3 separate regions of the Sus scrofa genome follow, and regions 1 and 3 are each linked to region 2. A link is a contact called in public HiChIP or PLAC-seq and promoter capture Hi-C data. All regions are on one chromosome and are shown on one strand. The core of a region is the stretch at or near the end of the contact, and the rest is flanking DNA. Distances in the headings are between cores, read along the strand shown.

Evidence for each region. Promoter capture Hi-C pulls out the DNA fragments that hold promoters and counts their contacts. HiChIP or PLAC-seq counts read pairs in DNA pulled down with a chosen protein or histone mark.
Region 1: an H3K27ac HiChIP or PLAC-seq map of alveolar macrophages shows a contact between it and region 2. The contact joins the promoter of CGRRF1 here to the promoter of DDHD1 in region 2. A contact is called at or near these places in 2 of 2 datasets of contacts at active chromatin or transcription factors (alveolar macrophages and skeletal muscle).
Region 3: a promoter capture Hi-C map of fetal liver shows a contact between it and region 2, with 3 times the contacts expected there. The contact joins the promoter of CNIH1 here to the promoter of DDHD1 in region 2. A contact is called at or near these places in 2 of 5 promoter capture datasets (fetal liver and liver) and 1 of 2 datasets of contacts at active chromatin or transcription factors (skeletal muscle).

The regions. Positions count from the first base shown.
Region 1 is chr1:183,861,892-183,865,381 of Sscrofa11.1, reverse strand. It overlaps CGRRF1 (cell growth regulator with RING finger domain protein 1), which reads right to left and starts at 1,923. Exons shown (of 11, transcript XR_002346942.1): 1 at 1,753-1,923. It overlaps GMFB (glia maturation factor, beta), which reads left to right and starts at 2,048. Exons shown (of 7, transcript NM_001244461.1): 1 at 2,048-2,127. The coding sequence starts at 2,125.
Region 2 is chr1:182,753,090-182,756,508 of Sscrofa11.1, reverse strand. DDHD1 (phospholipase DDHD1) reads left to right here and starts at 1,983. Exons shown (of 12, transcript XM_003121795.4): 1 at 1,983-3,296. The coding sequence starts at 2,450.
Region 3 is chr1:183,827,826-183,831,559 of Sscrofa11.1, reverse strand. It overlaps CNIH1 (cornichon homolog (Drosophila)), which reads left to right and starts at 2,454. Exons shown (of 5, transcript NM_001243525.1): 1 at 2,454-2,569. The coding sequence starts at 2,489.

The DNA of each region.
Region 1 (3,490 bases), core at 674-3,173, 1.1 Mb before region 2:
ATCGGGTTCTTAACCTCTGAGCCACAACAGGAATTCCAAGATTATTCTAATTCTGATCATCCCTCGATTTTTAAGTGGAAATGCTCTTTTCCTTTTGACCCTGATCTTGTCTTGATGTCAAATGCTTCCCCAAGATAAAACACATTTCGGTGACCTTTACATAAACTAATATTTACAGGTTCTTGATTTGTATAGGGTTACCCAAGCAGAAAAGTGCTGGAAAATATTCTGGAACTTTTTCCCCCTCAGAATAACCCAAGCCAGAACAGCATTCCCAAACATTTAAAATAGGTATAATTTTTTTTTTCTGGTGGCAAGAATATTCTACAGTCTGAGTTCAAGTAATATTTCTGTTCATAGTCTATATTCATTTTCCCACATAGTAAAATAAATCACATTTTCATCATTGTCCTTTTCTTGTCACTACATCCAGCCTCTGTCCAGCCTCTCTTGGGTCTACATGAGACTTTGCCCATTTCATAGCCAATAACATTGGGAAAACATTAAAAGAACAACATGAAAGGGGAAAACAATGGATTTACTATTTATCAGGTGAAATGTCATGTAGCTAAACATTAATTTTTTCACCTTTTCCTCTAATTCCTCTCATAGATGGAGAGAGGAGACGGGAAAAGATGGGGGTGGGGAAGAATCTATGCTAAACTCTAATATAATTGTTCATGGACTAATAACAATCATTTTCTCTCCCATCATTTCTTACATGGTACTAGGTGTCAAATTTACCAGTTCTCTTATCATAGTAAAAAGTATTATGGGGGCAGGTCACTAAGAGAATGTAGCTGAGCTGTGGAATTTCTTACTAGTTAAACTTTCTAGTTTTCTAATTTATGAGAAAACGTAGGTATTGGATCAAATTAAGTTATATATATATATATATTTTTTTTTTTTTTGTCTTTTTGCTATTTCTTTGGGCCGCTCCCGCGGCATATGGAGGTTCCCAGGCTAGGGGTCCAATCGGAGCTGTAGCCACCGGCCTACGCCAGAGCCACAGCAACGCGGGATCCGAGCCGCGTCTGCAACCTACACCACAGCTCAGGGCAACGCCGGATCATTAACCCACTGAGCAAGGGCAGGGATCGAACCCTCAACCTCATGGTTCCTAGTCGGATTCGTTAACCACTGTGCCACGACGGGAACTCCTAAGTTATATATTTTAACTCTGACTTAATGGTATTTATTAATATGCTAACAATTCATTAAATTTAACATTAAATATAAACTTTAAATATTCTAATAATCCAGTCTAATACTAATGAAGAAGGATGGCAGTGGGCGCATGTTCTGGAATTTTCTTTTTTCTCTGCTTCTTTCGTCATTCAGTAAATAAGAAGCAAGCATCAACTATGGACCATGCACCAGCTGAGGATAAGCTGTAAACTCCGTGAGCTCCTGCCCCAGTTAGCTTCTTTCATTGAAGACACGTGTACGAATTCTGAGTTCAAACCTTACTTCTTCCAAACCACCGGGTTCAAAAGTAAACTTGCCCCTACAGAAACTTCTTAATGCGCGATTAGGCAATGGCTCATGAGAACACTCATCTAGACATGAATCATCACGCAATCAGACTTGAATAAATAAACACCATCAAGAAAGAAATGTATTTACCAAGTCCCGCAAGGTGGTCAGAGTAGGGGCAAGGGTTCCGGAGAGGGTGAGAGGAAAGGCAGGTGTACCTAGGTTTGAGGGAGGTGGAATTTGAAAGGTAGGTTGGGGTCAAACACACACATTTACCATTGAAATCGTTGACTCAATCATGTCACCATGAAATTTCTCTCAGAGATTGAGGAGGGTTGAAAGGAAGCAAAAACTGGCTCGAATTTTGAGGATACATTTTGGCACTGGAAGTCCTCCACTCCGAATCCGATAGCGTCCACTGGAGGGTTCAAGAAACAGCGCGGGAGAAATGGAAGGGGCGGGGGCACTCGCGTTCCTGCGAAGTTTGAGCCGCGCCGGCCACCGTTGGCGGTCACGTGCTGCCCTGCAGCTGCCGCGTAGCTGGTGGGGGCGGCTCTGCCAGGCGCCGTGCAGGAACGGAGGCGGCAGCCGTGCCATTCTTAAAGGGGCCCAAGGGGAGGCGAAAGGCTGCTGACGGCCGGAAGGAAAATGGTGAGTTGCTGCCGGGGAGGGCGGGGGCCGGAGGGCTGGGCCAGCCCGCCGGGCTTTCCTGTTTGCCGAAGCCGGTATCGGCGGGCAGCGCCCCGGGTGGGTCGGCGGCCGCTTCCGGCCTGGCTGCTGGTAGTTTCTCTCTTGCTGCGAGTTGGCCCCCGCCCGCCGCCGCTGCCGCCTTTGCCAAGGGCAGCATCCTCCTGCCGGGCCCGGAGTCGACTCGCCCAGCAGGCTCGGGGACTGGGGTGCGGCCAGTAGGGGTGGGTCATGCTCACCGCGTCCTTCTGGATGGGGAGGTGGGGGCGGCTTCTAGCTTTTGCGCTGAAGGGTCAGAGGGGCCGGGGGTCTGGTCCTTCGGAGGAACTCCCCCAAACACCTGCTTCTCTGCAGGCCCGAGGGACCGGCAGGCGCCGAGTACCTTCCGCCTGGCCGCCTTTGCGGGGAAGGCTCGAATTTTGATTCCGTTCTTTCGGCATCGCGTTAAGCTTCCTGACGTGCTTCTAATGATTTTTCCTTATCCTTGCTTTCTTCGAGTTATGGCAGTTGGAAACCTTTCGACCCAGCGCTTTGACGCTTGATTTTAAAGTGACTGTCAAAAGCTTTCGTTTTTTGTGTCTGGGGGCTCTCGCTTCCTTTCTTGTGTGGTTTCGACCCCACGCGCAAAAATAAAGTGGATGATTTCACTGATTGCCCAAGCCGGGGTCTCCTGAATCTTTCTCATGGGATTTAAGAATATGCTTCTCATTTCTGTAATTAGAAATAAAACACAAAATTCCTGCTGTCCTTTTCTCTAACTCCCCATTCATTTTTCAACCCACCTTCATCGAATATATTTCATGGTCACTAAATCCAAGGGACTCTCTTCAATTCTCATCTTTCCTTATCTGTATTCTCAGTGTTGATCATGCTCTCCTCTTTGAAACATTCTCTTCCTTTGTGCTTCCCCCTTGGCTTCTAGAATACAAAACTCATTTTTCTTCTCTTGTTGGTCTGTCTGTGTCCCATGCAGCTCTCCTTCCCTGTACATCACAAGGAGTCCTGAGCTCTATCCTAATGCTTCATTTTCCATTCTGTATTCTTTCTCTCCTTTCTACATTCATTAGTTTCAGTTACTACCTACCTATGTGTAGATGACTTGTGAATTTGTATTGCAAATGTTGCTTCTGAGATCAGCCCTACCTATCCTGCTCTTTAGTTAGCATCCCCTGGAAAGAAAGCTTTCCCCACTTGAGTGCCTTAGAGCCTGCTTAGTGTCCAAAATAGAACTCCTTTTTCCCCTCAAACTTGGTCTTCCTCAGTGTTCCTTAACTTAGTGAAAGGTAGCACCATTTAAGTCTACTACACAAGCAAGAAGCCTAGGAGT
Region 2 (3,419 bases), core at 734-3,233:
AAACTACACACAGATAAGATGCCACTTTTAAGTCTTTCTCAGCCTAATATGCTTACCAAATACTTTGTGCTGAGGGCCCATATAAGTTATATACTATATATTTTGTGAATAAATAAATATGTACTTTCAGTTTAGCTTAGGGCTGAGATAGAAAAGAATCCTGGGGATACCCGTCGTGGCACAGCGGAAACGAATCTAACTAGGAATGATGAGGTCATGGGTTCGATCCCTGCCCTCGCTCAGTGGGTTAAGGATCCAGCATTGCTATGAGCTGTGGTGTAGGTCGCAGACACGGCTCAGATCTGGTGTTGCTGTGGCTCTGGCGTAGGCCGGCAGCTGTAGCTCTGATTAGACCCCTAGCCTGGGAACCTCCATATGCCGCAGGAGCGGCCCTAGAAGAGGCAAGAAGACAAAAAAAAAAAAAAGAATCCTGGAGCACAAAGGTCATCAAACGCATTTATAATGGATACATGATGTGGACCTCATAGCAGCCTCTGGTTATAATCCAACTCATCTTCTATAATGAAAGGGCAGGGAGATAGCCAAATCTTCTCTTTCTGATACAAACAAGCTGATTAGGATTTTGTGGCTGTCTCCATAGAGTATGCATCGATACTGTAATGATTTGTTTTCTTTCATTTGAATATATACCTTCAATACCATTGACCTTTATTTCCAGAAGGAATATAGAAAATTTTTATGAATTTTTGGTAAGTACAGTTTTGTGGGCAGACCTCTTACAAATCTTTAAGTGCATTTGATAATTCTGCATCATAAGCATCATTTCAAACACAAAAACCACCAGCAAAACATGACTAGACAATAAATATTTGTTGAATGAATAAACAGAAGGATGAATGACTTTATTCATTAAGTAGTCCTATGTTATTTATACTTGTCCAGCTACATTTAGATTGCAACTTGGCTTGCACTATTGATCTGTATTTAGGGAAAGAATGACTCCTGTGGTCATTCTGGCATTACAATTATATTCCTCAGAAGAACTAAAAAGTTGGCTTTCTGGGTTTATTTAGAGATACCTCTAGATTGTTGACTGCTTCACTGTAGGGTCTAGCATAGTGCCTGAAACTCAGTAGACATCTTATATGGGTTCAATGACTGTTTCCCGCTTCAGGACAGGCTATTATTCCATTTAGTCTGTGACCAAAGAAGACACTCTCTGCAATAGTCTGAATGTTTGTGTTTCCTCAAAATTCATACGTTGAAATCCTAATCTTCAAGGAGAATATTGTCTGATCTTGAATTGATAACACTGAGATTAGAGATTGTTTTTCTCAGGATACTCAACATAGAGTAATGCGTTTATAAAATAAAACTTTTGCATAATATAAAAGAACCACACGGGAGCCTCAGCATTCAACCTGATCCCAGAAAGTGCTACAGAATCAGAGATGCATAAAGAACAAAAAGTAATCTTGCCAGTCACAGAATTCTATTGCTGGAAGAGTTCAGAGATCTTACAGATGAGGAAACCAAAAAGATTAAGATTTAAGTGACCTGCCTGCAGTTAGTTATCAAAACAGTCTAAAACCTGGTTATTTTTTAGCTTTCAATCTAATTATCAACAGCTGACCGGGTTTGCCATCCTTATAATCAACATTGATTGTGCACCCACCTTGTGGGAGGTTGAAACATACAGACTTGGCCTCCAACAAGGACCTTAAAATAAGGTTTAGAAAACAGGAAATACATATGGGAAGACAAGCAGTAATATGAGGTGGTATATGAAGGGCGGTTTTGACTTGGATTTGAGTGGGAGTCGTGACGCCAAAGTGAGGAATCCGTAGGCGTGGAGTGGAATGCCCTGCGTGGACCCACGATGCTGTAGGGACCATAAACCAGGTGATTGATAAAGTCCAGGTGAGGCCGCAGGCGGGCCTAAAGTCATAAAAAGTGTCAGATGAATCCAATTTCCGGGGGCTCTCTCCCGATGTGGAGAATAAGCCTTTACGGCTCAGGATCCAGATTGCAAGGATGAGTCGGGTAAAGCTTCTCCACACCTGGGTTCCGACCCTAGAAGGGCGGGGCGAAGCGGCAGTGCAGGGGAAGGAGAAAGGAGAGTAGGCGACAGGAATTGAGGAATCCCGAGATGACCCCAACCCCGCGCAGGAGAGGCAAGAGGCGCGGCTCCGGCGCAGAGTGGGCGGAGAAAGGGCTTCCGGGACGGCGCGCGCGGCGGGAGGGGCGGGGCCTGAGGCCAAGCACCACCTACGTCGGGCTGCGTGACTATGAGACTGGCGGCGGGACGCGGCTACCGCGGCTGCGGGGCTCGGGGGGGCGGAGCCGCCGCGGGTGCCGCCGCAGCCCCGGTCGGGATTTGAAAGATTGAAAACTCCCGGTGGAGAGGGAGGCGGCGTTGAATGTGTGGCGAAAGCTCTGGGGGTCACGGCTCCGCGCCCGGCCCGGCCGGCGGCGGCGTCTCCAGAGCATGAATTACCCGGGCCGCGGCTCTCAGCTCAGCCCCGAGCATAACGGCCGGGGCGGCGGCGGCGCCTCCTGGGAGCTGGGCTCGGATGCGGAGCCGGCGTTCGGCAGCAGCGTCCGCTGCTTCGACCACCTGACTGCTGGGGACCCGGGCGACGATGAAGTGCCCCTGGCCCTGCTGCGCGGGGAGCCAGGGCTGCATTTGGCGCCGGGCGCAGAGGACCACAACCACCACCTGGCGCTGGATCCCTGCCTCAGTGACGAGAACTATGACTTCAGCTCCGCCGAGTCGGGCTCCTCGCTGCGCTACTACAGTGAGGGCGAGAGCGGTGGCGGCGGCAGCTCCTCGTCACTTCACCCGCCGCAGCAGCCGCCTCTGGTCCCGTCGAACTCGGGGGGCGGCGGGGCGGCCGGAGGGGGCCCCGGGGAGAGGAAGCGTATCCGGCCCGGCGGCGCCGCCGCCCGGCACCGATACGAGGTAGTGACGGAGCTGGGCCCGGAGGAGGTGCGCTGGTTCTACAAGGAAGACAAGAAGACTTGGAAACCCTTCATCGGCTACGACTCGCTCCGCATCGAGCTCGCCTTCCGGACCCTGCTGCAGGCCGCGGATGCCCGGGCCCAGGCCCAAGACCCGGAGGGCGATCATGCGGTCGGCCCACCCTCCGCTACTGGCCAGGCCTCCGGCTCCCTGGAGGACCACGAGGGGGACCGCGTCTGCGGCTTCTGTCCGCGCATTACCGGGCACGGGCGCGAGATGGAGGAGCTGGTGAACATCGAGCGGGTGTGTGTGCGGGGCGGCCTCTACGAGGTGGATGTGAACCAAGGAGAATGCTACCCGGTGTACTGGAACCGTGAGTAGCCGGCCGGGGGAGGGTGCGGGACGGGCTGCCTCTGCAGGGCCCAACACGCACGCGGGTGGATTTGCAACTTGATCATGGGGAGAGAGGCGCGTGAGGCCTGGCGTTTGGTCAAGG
Region 3 (3,734 bases), core at 1,205-3,704, 1.1 Mb before region 2:
TGGATCTAATGGTTTGGCTGGGACAATTCCTTGCAAACTCTTGTTTCCCTGACACCAGGAAACTGCATCTGCCTTCATTAGTTTATGAGTTCTTCTGGACAAACATTGCCCAATGCTGTATTTGCCACACTCTGCGGCCTACAGTACTCAGTACATCTTCTTTGACATCTTCCTTTCTCTAGCCACTGCTTCCAGTCAATCAAGTCCTGCAGAGCTTAGCTCCTAAACATTATCAAATATATTCCAGCTTCCACAGCTTTAGTCAGAGCCACAGCAACTTTTACCTGGATTATTGCTATGGGCTCCTTGCTCCCAATTTCACACCTCATTAATCAGGGTCATTCTGTATCACTGGGCAGATTATGCACACTGCAAGGGCTGACTGGCCAAGGAGGTTAGTGGGGAGGAGGCAGTGAAGTATTATCTGCATTCTTGTGTCCTGGTGCAGAGCTCTGTTTATCTGGAGAGATACTTTTGTAATTTGTATAAAGTTGCCCATAATTTTGAAGGTATAGACCTGTGCTATCTAAGCCAGTAGCCACTAGCCACATGTAGCTCTATAAATTTTAATTGATTGAAAAAAAGAGTAGCCAAAAAAAAAAAAAAAAAAAAAAGGCAGAAAAAAAGCTGCACTTGCAATGCAGCAGCTAATACTACTGAGTTCAGTTCCTCAGTCATACTAACCACATTACAAGAGCTCAATAGCCACATGTGACTTTTGGCTACTATACTGAACAGTGCTGATAAAAAAATATTTCCACTATTGGAGTTCCCGTCGTGGCTCAGTGGTTAATGAATCTGACTAGGAACCATGAGGTTGCGGGTTCGATCCCTGGCCTTACTCAGTGGGTTAAAGATACTGTGTTGCCGTGAGCTGTGGTGTAGGTTGCAGACGTGGCTCGGATCCTGCGTTGTTGTGTCTCTGGCGTAGCCCGGGGGCTACAGCTCCGATTCGACCCCTAGCCTGGGAACCTCCATGTGCCACAGGAGCAGCCCAGGAAATAGCAGAAAGACTAAAAAAAAAAAAAAAAAAAAAAAAAAAAAAGGAAAATTTCCACTATTGCAGAAAGTTCTGTTGGACAGTCCTGGAAAGACTCTGCTTCTAAACCATTTTCTACACAATTTGCTGGTGTGAGAGATCTTTAATGCAAAGCCATTAAAGATCTTGCTTAAAAACCTTCACTGATTTCCGCTTCCATCAGCTACAATCATTTAGCAGGTGGTGAGTCAATTTTGTGGGTCACAAAGAACATTAAAAACAACACAGCAAAAAAGGATGGGGGGCAAGTACTCATGGATCCTTAGCATTGTTTTGTGAAAAAAAAAATTTTTTTTTTCATCTTTTTAGTGTCGCCCCCTAGGCATATGGAAGTTCCCAGGTTAGGGGTCGAATTGGAGCTGCAGCTGTCGGCCCACACCACAGTCACGGCAATGCAGGATCCAAGCGACATCAGCTCACGGTAACGATGGATCCTGCCAGGGATCCAGCCTGCATCCTCATGGATACTAGTCAGGTTCTTAACACACTGAGCCACAATGGGAACTCCTGTCTTGTGAAATTTTTGATTGTTAAATATCTATTTCTTTGTCTTGATATCCAGATGCCCATCTCTCTATAATTCAATGTGTAGGTCATGTTCTGCTGTGTTGCAATGAAAAAGTCTAATTGCGAATGGTGAGTAAAACAGATTGAAAAACATGGGCTTATGGGATATGAAGTCTGAGCTCCTTAACCAGGCATTTAAGCAAAGCCCTCTATGATCTAAACCTTTGATGACTCCTGGAGTCTAACACTCCACACTGCCTTGGCGGTTTCACCTAAGACCTGAACTTTTTTCTTCTTCATCTCTGTGCATATGCTCATATTAAACCTTCTTCTTGGACAGCTGATCCTACCTATCTTTGCCTGGACAACTTCTGCTCAGCTTGGGAAATTTCTACTTCATGGATCTTTCCCTGAACATTCCAGGGTGGGCTGGGTAGCCTTTTCAAACCTTTCATAACATGCTGCCGACTTCCGTTAACAGGGTTATAATTCTGTAATGACTTATTATTTATGTATTAATTTCTGGCACTATGCTAACTTCTTTCAGTGCAAGTATTATTTTACTCATCTTTGTATCTCAGAGAAGGACAGTACCTGGGAAATATTAGGCACTCTTGTGAAGAAATACTTGTTCAAAGAATAAACGAGCGAAGTAGTCCAAAGAAATCAACTCGCTATATTTTAATCTTTTAGGGTTGGGGTTAGGGTTAGGGTTAGGTGGACCCTGTCTAACACTGTGCAAGGCCGACTCCGGCCATCGGAGGGCGCCTTCCTCCGAAGCTGGTGCGCAAGCGCACTAGGAGGGCGGGCGCCGCGGCGGTGGCGGCGGCAGCGGCGGCGGCGGTGAGGGCTGTGGCCGCGGGAAGTGAATGGTTTTACCCAGAGGGCCCTGCGCCGCTTTTCTCCGCTGGCGCCGGCGCTGCTCCCTGCTCCTCCCCGGCCATGGCGTTCACGTTCGCGGCCTTCTGTTACATGCTGGCGCTGCTGCTTACTGCAGCGCTCATCTTCTTCGCCATTTGGCACGTGAGTAGCCAGTGCCGGGGGAAGGGGGCGGGGTGGCGGCGCAGGCTCTTCTCGCTCCGGGCCCGTGGTCGGGGCGGCCACGGCCCCCGGAGGTCCGCACGGCTGGGGATGGGGCCAGGCCGGGGCGGTACAGGCCGCGCGCGCAGGGGTCTGCGCGCCCTCCGTCCGCGGGCCGGGGGCTCCAGGTCCAGGAGGAGCCGAGGCCTCTGTTGTTTGGCTGGCTGCCTGCGCCCTCTGTGTCCCAGCGCAGGCCTCGCGCGCCGTTACTCCTTCCCCGCCGGGTGGGGCAGCCGCGGTCCCTACGGGCCCTGCGGGACAGTGCTTTGCTGGCCGGCTCGGCATCCCTGCTTTCCCACATCTCTCGGGAGAATGTCAAGAGCGCGGAGAGGCGTGCTACGTATTTAGAGGGGATGAAGCTTGCCGAATTATTGTTATTTAATGCCGGTTGCCTTTGTTTTCGGGAATTCACGGGAGTATGGCCCAAGTGAGATACTTACAACCCACTTTAGATAAATTTCGAACTCTCCTTGTCAGCACTTGGGTGCTCTTCCAGCAAAACATCCCCTCTCTCCGCCCCCAGATTCTTGTTTCCTGGTGAACTTGGATGGAGGTTGAATTGATCACTTTGTTCTCTGCATCACCGAACTTTCCCCCTAAATCATACTTTGACAGTTTCTCGAAAGACCTTTTTCCTAGCCACTTCTGTATTCGGAGTAACTTGATTTAGTAGAGGTAGTTTTAATTTGATTTTGAAAACGTTCAGAAACCGTAAGCTTCTCTAGGACTTTTGTTTTATTTATTTTTTAAACTCACGTTATGTTGCAGGACAGAAATGCAACCTTACTGGGAACAAGTAAATTCCCTGTGAAATAGTTCTACAATAAATGTTTAAGGGATCCTGTTTCTCTAACGCAAAGTTAGAAGTAACCTTTTGGAAATCATTCATTAAAAAATGTATCTTACGGGGGAAAAATATAATTGTAATGTATACATGTAAGGATAACCTGACCCCCTTGCTGTACAGTGGGAAAAAAAAAATGTATCTTACATTTGTTCTGCCCTCCATATTCTACTACTTTCTGGAATATTGGTCTTAATTTGAATGATTGAGCATGTTCACGCTCATGAACATTTTAAGTCAGGTTTCATCATGCCCATAACAAGG